Regions from separate parts of the Mus musculus genome. Here region 2 is linked to region 1. A link is a contact called in public HiChIP or PLAC-seq data. All regions are on one chromosome and are shown on one strand. Each heading gives the region's core, a stretch centred on a gene start, on an enhancer-like site or on the middle of the called end of the contact. The rest is flanking DNA. Distances are from core to core; before and after follow the strand shown. Region 1 has its middle 25 kb from the start of Casp3. Region 2 holds the start of Cenpu (centromere protein U).

Region 1 (5,116 bases), core at 252-2,751:
AACCACAGCTTCTCTAAAGTGAAGGTCAAAAGTGGATCAAGGAACTCCTGTACACAAGGAGGAGCGTGTCACGAATGTTTTTGTCTAGCTGCTTTCTAACAGGGGATAGGGTGGTGGAGAAATGACTCAGCAGTTAAGAGCGTCGGCTGTTCTTCAGAAGAACTGGATTTGAACCCAAGCACCCACATGGCAGCTCACAATTTTTTGTAACTAGCTCCAGGGGACCCAACTGCCTCTTTTTGCCTCCTTGGGAATTTTATGCACATGGTGCAGAGGCATACACGTGGGCTAAATACCTATATACATGAAATTAAACCTTTAAAGACTAGCTCTTTAATGTGTGGAGAAAAGGCTAGCCCATTGTAATTTCCATACTATCTATATAAAGAGGTCTGAGATAGTACAAAGAAAACAACTGGAGCTATGGGTCTGGGAGTAGTTAGCTGGGTAAAGCAGTTTCCTTGCCAGCACAAGAACCTGAACTAGAACTTGATCCCCAGAATCCATGTTAAAAGGAAAAAAAACCCGAATTGTGATGCTCGCTTATAATTCCAGCAGTGATGGAGATAAGTGAGTTCCTGAGGCTCACTGGTCAACCAGCCTAGTCTCCATGGCAAACGCATGGCTGATGTGCTCAGCTATGGAGAAATGATACCAGTCCCATTATCACCTGGCCTACACATACACAAGATAAAAACCATCAACTGGGCCATGTATGTGAATAGAGCAAGTGTAAACAAAGAGAGCATATACCCCTTATGTTCAGATAACCCAATCTCCCATCATAATAAGAGGAATATAAATTATGATATCACCTACCAGACTGGACAGTATCGCCCAAGTGCTGGAGGTATAGGCATGCATCACCATGCCAAGCATGTGCTGTGGTTAATCCCAGCACTCGGGAGGCAGAGGCAGGTGGATTTCTGAGTTTGAGGCCAGCCTGGTCTACAGAGTGAGTTCCAGGACAGCCAGGGCTGTACAGAGAAACCCTGTCTCAGAAAACAAAACAAAACAAAAAACAAACAAAAACATGTTGCATGAATATTCATGAGATGGATGGCATATTCAGAGGGGTAAGGTGACCATTTGTTCCCTTCCAAACCATAGTGAACCAGATCTCTTCTTGGCTAGTCCTTCCCATGATCCTCTTTAAAAAGAGAAGCAAACTCACTAAGAAAATGATATTATAAACAAATTGAGATTTCCCAAGGTGGTCTACCCTTTGTTATAATATATTTGTGGCAATTTGGTTCGGTTCCCTTGTACTTAGTTTCTGCTTTGCGGGGACGAACCCAAATGCAGCTTAAAAGATGGAGTAAACCTCTAAAGATCATTTCAAACACCAGGAGAATCAGCTACCAAGAAACAGGTGTAGTGTTCCGTGGTTACCTCTTAACTAACTCCTCGACTTCTGATCCTCGGTGGGAGCTGTGGAACAATAGACCCAACTGTGAGAGTCTGTGGTCGGAAATGGCTTGTCTGAGTCAGAAGTGAAGCAGAGTTTACAGTGAAGAAATAAGTGTTGACTTTGGAAAAGAAGGCACATGACTAAGGTAGGTAGATAGGGTATTTTCCTTCCATTCAATCTGTGATACCCACTTCCTTCCTGGTGTCAATTATCTGTTAGACTCCCTCCCAGAACTCAGGAGAATTCTTTAGTTATAGGACTCAGTTTGTTAACTAATACGATTGAAGAATGTGGAAATGCAGGGCTAGGTGTGGTGGGGAGGGACACAGATTCTCCTTGTTTTCTTGGAGTGTCCCCCCTCAACCCCCACCCCCACCCCTACTCTGAACTGTTCAACCACTTGGAAACTGAAGCTCATCAGGACTTCTAGAACTCAGGCCCCAGCAACTCTACTTCCCCAGAAGTCAGAGCTAGGATGGGCCAGTCCCAGCAGCCTTCACTGAGATGATCTATGGCTCTGCCTACCGTTAGCATAAACTTAGGTGTGAGCTAAAGGGACTTGCTATTAACATCAGAAGTCACTCCTATCTCTCTGGAGAATCTAAGCAGTTTAAGACTTCTGTATGCAGGAAGTAGGGGGCTGGGAGATCATGTTTCTCATACTGGACTTGAGGGAACTTGTGATTATAGATTTACTTGGGAAGAAGAGTTGAAAATGGTACAAGGCGTTTCAGGATACACAGGCCGCCTGGTGACGGGAAAGAGCAGCTGTTTTCTTGGGTTCTTGGTGGGATCTAGAGTGTTAATCATGAGGTGGTTCTTGGTGGGATCTAGAGTGTTAATCATGAGGTTGGCATTCTCCTCTTCTGGCTTCAGGGAGTTTTTCCATTTAAGATAATAGAGCAATGATGGCCAGTTTGCCCCTGGAGACATTTTAGCATTACCTTGTACCTGGTGGGTCTTGTGATAAGATAAAGGGAGACCAGGACATGCCATACATTGTATAAATAGGTTCCATACATTGTACAGGTAGGTTCCATACATTGTACAGATAGGTCCCATGCATTGTCTATACACTGCATGTTTTATTCAATCTGGGCCCCCAGGTTATGGGATGATGCCACTCACATTGAAGGGTCTCTCCTCACTAAATCCTTTCTGGAAGCGCCTCCCACATACAGAGATACTTTTAGGTGATTCTAGATCCAGCCAAGTTGACAATGAAGATTAACCATGCTCTGTCGCAGATCCAAAGGACAGGACCGAGGACAGGATTTGCAGAGTAGGTTGTGTTCAGAGTTTATCATCTGTGAGGATGAGCCGCCTGGTTACTGGTGTGATGCTGAACACTGTGTGTACACTGGAATGGTGCTGTATTTCTGCGCCATCTTACCCTGCCTCCCTCCCCTCTTATTTCCCCCTCATGCCTATGGCTCTCATCTCCTGCTTGAGACCATGGAATGGAAAATTACTGAAAATTTCCTGAGGTGAGCATATCACAGTGGTCCAGCACCATCTGCTTTAAAAATGAAATAATTTAAATATTTAAGTCTTTTCATATACAGAATTACTCCATTTTCCAATTTTATTTTCTGCCATTTTATCAAAATTGATCCACTTCAGTATATAGCCAAAAAATGTTTTCTAATATTGTTTCTTTATACATAAGACATTTAATATGAAGCCAGGACTAGTGAGGCACACTTCTAATAAAGACGCTAAGGCAGGAGGCTTGTAAGACCAAGGTCATCTTGGGCTACATAGAGAGACCTTTAAAAGACAAACAAAGAAGAAAGAAAAGAGGAAAAGCGGAAATAATGTATAATGCAAAATTGTGACCTGCTTAATCCATGTCCTCTTTCCATCCCAGCTGGTCCCTTCTTACATCATCAAACAAAGAACAGAATAGAAAAACTGAAATAGTTGACCCCAAAGAGGATTTTGTTTTATCTAATGAGCACACATACATACATACACACAGACACACATAGGCGCACACACGCACACATACACATACACGCACAAAATATGGACTAAACCTGTCACCATGCCCAGGTCCACCCACCTATAAAAACCTAATACCTGGGAGATGAGAGTTGGTGGGACGCAATCAGTTTTCTTCAAAGGCTAGGACCCTGGACGATGGGACAGAGTATCATCCCCAAAGCTGTATTTTGAAAAATGCAAGGGTGCAAAAGCCTTTGCAGTATCAGTAAGGAGCAGAGAGCATGTGTGAGAAGGTAAGTGCTAAGTTTTGTGCTTTTTTTCTTCTCCAACTAGAACACAATAAGGAACCTCAGCCTGCTGGAACTACTTTCCATGCTTTGTGTACAGAACTAAACACCGAGGACATTTGCATTTCCTCATGGTGTCTGAAGGTCAACAGGTAGTCTGGGCTCTGGGAAGCTAGGGAAAGAATATTTAGAATTGCATTTTACCACCTTATTCATTTAGACATGGGTTGGTTTTTGTTGTTTGTTTCTTTTGTTTTGCTTTTTTTTTTTTTTTTTTTTTTGAATGTAGAAATCTGGGCAAAAGGGAAAGACCTAACTTTGCAAAAGACAGCTTTCAAAGAAGGTGGCCACTGTTACAAACTTGGGGCTGTGTGAATTCATTCATATCCTTAAAGTTATCTTGCTAAAATCTAAAGATTACTCATCATGGGTTTTCTTCATAACCTTCTAAAAAACTCAGCAAGGCCCTGGTAGAGGATTCGTGTCAACATTTATCTAGGGGCCATCAGCTCCCCTCTCCTTTGTGCTTGAGCCAGGGTATAAATAAATCTCCCTTCAAGTCACTTACTCCAGATCTGCTGTGGAGCTTCCTCGGAGAGAGGCAGAACTTGAGTAAATAAATTCTAAGGAATTTTATGATGCCATTTATCTATCTACCTACCTACCTATCTATCTATCTATCTATCTATCTATCTATCTATCTATCATCTATTCTTTACCTATCTTTCACTTTCAACGATCTATCTATCTATCTATCTATCTATCTATCTATTATCTATTCTTTACCTATCTTTCAACCATCTATCTTTCTATCTATCTTTCTATCGATCTATCTATCTATCTATCTATCTATCTATCTATCTATTATATACTATTATCTATCTATCCACCCATCATTTATCTACTATCTATTGTCTTTCAATCTATCTATCTTAGTTTTTTTAATCACTATGATAAGACTACTCTGAATAAAAAGTCTTTTAAGGGGATGAGGTTTATCTTAGTTCACAGTTGAAGGCTACACTTCACCATGGCAGAGAAGTCACTGTGAGGAGAACTTAGGGAGATAGCTGATCACATTTTGTCTACAGTCAGAAACAGAGAACCATGAATGTATACTCAGTTCCCTCTCTCCTTTTCATTCAACCTAGGACCCAGCTCATGAAACAGTGCTACTCACATTTAGGTTAGATTTCCCCACCTTAACAATTCCAATCAAGAAAATCCTCTATATTCCTGCCCACATGCCAGACCAATCCAGACACTGAGACTTCCCAGGTAATTCCAGATCTTGCCAAGTTGATAATTACAACTAACCATCACATTGTTTGTCTGTTCATCCATCCATCCATCCATCCATCCATCCATCCATCCATCCACCCATCCATCCATGCATGTATCTCTCAGTCTCTACTGTTTGTCCGGCAAGATATTTTCAGCATGTGAAACTAACAGAAAAACCATTACTAAG
Region 2 (4,737 bases), core at 41-2,540, 89 kb before region 1:
CAAATAAAAAAAACCGTATGGTTTGTGAAAAGGGCCATTCATGGAAGAGTCTGAGAGAACTGTTACATTTTATGTTCTGATTCAGTAATATAGGTGTCTATGTTTTATTTTTACAGTGTTAAATACCCTTTGTTGGAGACAGGGTTTCTTTGTGTAGGCCTGGCTGTCCTGGAACTCACTCTGTAGGCCATGCTACCTGCTTCTGCCTCTAGGACTAAAGGCAAGCACCACCACTGCCTAGCTTGTATTCATATTTTTATTGTGATAAAATTTATAACATAAAATTGGACATTTCAGCTTTTTATTCCAGTCATTTTAAGTGTTTAAATACATCCACCTTTTTTACACAACCATCTATCTCTCCCATCACCCCCATTTCTGGCCTTTCTCATTACCACTGTGTTTTAGGTTAATCAAGAAATCATTGTTGGAGCTGGAGAGATGACTCAGCCATTTGGAGCCTCTTGCCAAAGACCTCAGAGTTTCCCAGCCTCATAACTATCTGTAACTCCAGTTTCAGGGTATCTGATGCCCTCCTCTGACCTCCACTGGGACCACGGATGTGTATATATATATGCGTGTGTGTGTGTGTATATATACATACATATGCGTATATATAATAAATATATAACATTTTGCATCGATACACATAAATCTTAAAAAAAAATTCATTGCCAAGTCCAACGTCTTGATTCAGTTTTCTTCTGAGTTTGGCCGTTTTTTTTACTTCTTATATCTTTGATCCCTTTAAATCAATTTTTCATTCTTTTGTACCACAAGAAAAATGTAAAAACAAAAGAATCGTGAGTATGGATCCAGAAGGGACCTTCCCGCTTTACGAAGGACCTGGAAGGGAGGACAAATAACGTGTCGCGTTCAACAGTGAGCTGCTACAGGGAGCTAAAAGCGGCATCTGCATTTAGCAATGCGAAGGATTTGACAGTAGTCCATCAACTAACAGCCCGCCCGGAAGCACTGGAGTTTTGGATCCGCTGGCGGCTGGCTCGGGTCCACCCACACCCACACCAGCTCCGGGTCATTTACCCGCCCACGAGGCCGGGGAGTTCTAAATTTACGGAACGGAGCGAGAGCGGGAGAGACAGCCTGCAGCAGCTAAGCCGGTTGCTTTGGACTCCGCTCCGCTGTTGGGTGTTTTCCAGGCCTGGATTTCATCGTGCTCTCGCCCAGGACGCTCTCTGGCCCCGCCCCGGAAAAGGCGGAGCATAGCGAGGACTAGGCTCTGATTGGCTGTTCAGAGCAAGACCGGCTAGGCGCGAGTTTGGAGTCCCTGCCTTTGGGAACGGTAGGATGGCTGCAAGGAGAAGTTTGAGATACTCGGGGAACCCGGGGTAAGTGCTGCCGCCCCGAAATCCGCCCAGGATGGGCTCAACCCGTCCCAGAGACTCGCTGACCCGGCCTCAATTCCCACAGCCCCGAATCCTAGAGCCAGGAGTCAAGCTGTGTGGTAGGGGAACTCAGACACCAGCGTCGCTTTCATGTGACAAGCAAATATTTAACAGTAATCATTTCTGGTCTGTCGACATTGCTTTTTATTTCTAAGACGCAGCTGTTTTCGTAATAGAAAACACGGAAGCCAAACGAAATCTCTAGCGAGGGACCAGGCAGCTGCTTGTTTAGAGCTTGGGCTGGCCTTGCCTAAATACCTAAAGGACATTCAGAGTGCTTCATGGATCTTTTCATTATATAAGAGGTGTGCATCTGAAAAGAAGTTAGTAAGCGGCCCGAAAGGTTAGCGCCACCAACTCCTGGCGAAGGATATTCTGGGCGTGTCTGGCGCGCATCCAAAGCCTGGTAGAGATTTGGATAGAAAGGTCTCCTCTGCGTAGGAAGTCTTCCGTGGGAGGATTACCTATGGAAGATGATGCTTGTAGCTACCACAGGACACAGATGGTGGGGGAATCCACATTCGGTGAGCAGTGGGAAGGAAGATTTAAAAAGGGCAAAGGAGCTTATCAGGGCATGCTGGTTTGTGCTTTTACCTTTTTTGGTTTTTCGAGACAGAATTTTTCTGTGTGGCCCTGGCTGTCCTGGAACTCAACTCTTGTAGACCAGGCTGGCCATAAACTTAGAGATCACCTGCCTCAGCCTCCCAAGTGCTGAGATGAAAGGCGTGAGCCACCACCACCTTTGAGCAAGGGAAAGGAGCTTAGAACTTGATCTGCCAAACCAGTGGTTTTTGTTGTTTCAACATCTTGAGGCTTGGAATTTATGAAATCTGTTCATTATCACTCCTAAAACACACGGATGCATACAGCAAAGATTATATAAAATGGTTACTGTAGAGATTTCCTTTAGGAAAGAAAGAGGTTTCTGTAGAGTTTGGAAACTGCTCCAGGACTCCAGCCCACAGCTAGAAGGGAATTTCTCTGGTTTTGGAGCACACACAAGAAACAGGTAGAGGGGCTGGTGAGATGGCTCAGCAGGTAAAAGCACTGACTGCTCTTCTGAAGGTCCTGAGTTCAAATCCCAGCAACCACATGGTGGCTCACAATCACCCGTAATGAGATCTGACACCCTATTCTGGTGGGTCTGAAGACAGCTACAATGTACTTGTGTATAATAATACCTAAATCTTTGGGCTAGAGCCAGCAGGGACTGAGCAAGTGGAGTTGACCGGAGCGAGCAGAGCAGAGGTCCTAAAAGCTCAATTCCCAACAACCACATGAAGGCTCAGGCTCACAACCATCTGTACAGCTACAGTGTACTCCTATACATAAAATAAACAAATCATAAAAAAAAAGAGTCAGATGGAAAAGAGTTCAGGCTAGGCAATTTATGCCTCCAGGTTGTCCCACCTACTTCTGTTTCGAGGTGCCATTCAGAAGTCACTTAAGCTTTCTGAGCTCAGAATCACAGTCTGCGGTTATCCCAAAGCAAAGGCAGTACAGGTCTGAGAGTTGGCTACAAGTGGGGAGTCCCAGCCCCCTCCCCTCGGATTATTACTGCGGTATTCTGTGCTGGGAGTGTGGGTGGCAATAAGTCTTTTCTATTGTAGCCTAATACACACAACTGAGATGGTTAACAAAGTGATAGGTGTCCCCCCCAACCCTGCTCCCCAGTGGTTTATTGCCTGGCTTCAGCTCTGCTGGGTGAGCAGTAATGAGGATAATTTGGAAAGGTGCGCCTTGGAAGGATTATAGCTTACAGTGCTTTCCCAGTTGCTCAAAATATCTGCTGAATTCACTTTTAAAATTTTGTCATCTGTGTTTTAATAGTGCAAAACATTCAAAGAACACTTTGAGAAGCACATATTCCAGGAAACAGGTAAGCAAGATTGTTAATGTGATTTTTCCCCCCCTTAAGCCATTGAAGGCAAAGCTATCATTTTGTGGGAATCATACTTTGGAGAGTTCTCTTAACAAAATCTTTTCTTTGTTTCTTTTCTTTCTTTCTTATTTTTATTTTACTTTTTTTTTTTTTTAATTTGAGACAAGGTTTCTCTATTAGACCTGGCTGTCCTGGAACTCACTCTGTAGACCAGTCTAGGCCTTGAGCTCACAGAAATCTACTTGCATCTGCCTCCGAGTGCTGGGTCACCATCACCACCTTAGCCTCCACCTCCACACTTGACAAACTTTTTTTTTGGTTTTTGGTTTTTTTGAGACAGAGTTTCTCTGTATAGCCCTGGCTATCCTGGAACTCACTTTGTAGACCAGGCTGGCCTCGAACCCAGAAATCTGCCTGCCTCTGCCTCCCAAGTGCTGGGAATAAAGCCGTGTGCCACCACGCCTGGCTTTGACAAACTTTTTTATAGCAGCTTTAAAAAGTGTTTTATCCAGAATGTTGGAGAAAAGGAACTTTGTTAGCGTTTTAGAACCATCTTTTCTTCTGAGTCTAGTTTCTATTTTTATTCAGATATTTGACATCACGTAAAAGCTTTATAATGTTTTGAAATGTCATTTTTTTTCCACTTAGTTTTTTTAACAGCTGCATATGAGTTTATAGAATTCCTCTTGGTTCATATACGGTTTTATTTTTCTTCAGGAAATGCCTGTTAAAGGCAAGCGTATTTGTGTAACACTCTTGATTGCTAATTTCAAAATCTTATCCAATGCCATTTCAAGTTAGTGTGAGGAGGGAGTTTGCTTTTCAGGTTCGGGGTTAGGCCTTCAGAGCGCTTTTGGCCTTCTTGTCTGTCCCTGGCTTTCTCCCTTCTCAGGCAGGCTCCCTGCCCTGCTGAGCAGACGCTAGCCTTGAATAAAGCTCCTGCATTGTGGAGCATCCCTGGCATACCCGCTGGGGATCTGGCGCCTTTCTCCTGCCTACCACTGCTCAGTAGCTAGAATTCACTGTGGCCTGGAGGGGTTTCTCCAGCCAGTGTCTGGAAGCGTTCAGGCCCTCCCTCTGGGAGGTAACTGCAGGGCAGGTGACGGAATCTTCTTTGGCTTGACAGCCAAGCCTTCTGCAGTTTCTTAGCATCTCTCCATATAGCACTCCATGAGTGAGGCTTCCCCTGAGTTTTGTCTGCCAGACATATTTGCATATCTTTCATATCTTCCAGACTTTTCTTATCTGTTAGTAATAATATTCTCTTGTATCTTGTAGTTTATAAGCTACCATAGAAGGTTTTCTCCTTTTGGTCTTTCCTTGGGATTTAGGGTTTAATCTGTGTATTGAAATAGATTGAACTGTAAACCCTAGTCTCTGTCCCGTAGGAAGGAGTCTTCACCCCGGTGTGCATTCAAAACTGCGTATGAGCTTTGGGGCACATGTCCT

The links. HiChIP or PLAC-seq counts read pairs in DNA pulled down with a chosen protein or histone mark.
Region 2: a contact with region 1 is called in an H3K27ac HiChIP or PLAC-seq map of microglia, with 7 times the contacts expected there. The contact joins the promoter of Cenpu here to the enhancer-like site in region 1. A contact is called at or near these places in 1 of 15 datasets of contacts at CTCF or cohesin (CD8 T cells), 6 of 484 Hi-C or Micro-C datasets (B cells, the G1E-ER4 cell line, Th1 cells and 3 more), 2 of 115 datasets of contacts at active chromatin or transcription factors (CD8 T cells and microglia) and 2 of 9 other capture datasets (adipose tissue and liver).

The regions. Positions count from the first base shown.
Region 1 is chr8:46,639,965-46,645,080 of GRCm38.p6, forward strand. No RefSeq gene overlaps it. Among named protein-coding and RNA genes, the nearest start is that of Casp3, 25 kb to the left of the region's middle. Within about 2 kb of position 1,502, at least 98 of the 459 cell types and tissues checked have an H3K27ac peak or open chromatin away from gene starts, as enhancers often do. A contact at or near this core is called in CD8 T cells, the G1E-ER4 cell line, Th1 cells and 1 more, where this site is marked.
Region 2 is chr8:46,550,779-46,555,515 of GRCm38.p6, forward strand. It overlaps Cenpu (centromere protein U), which reads left to right and starts at 1,291. Exons shown (of 13, transcript NM_027973.4): 1 at 1,291-1,349; 2 at 3,237-3,285. The coding sequence starts at 1,309.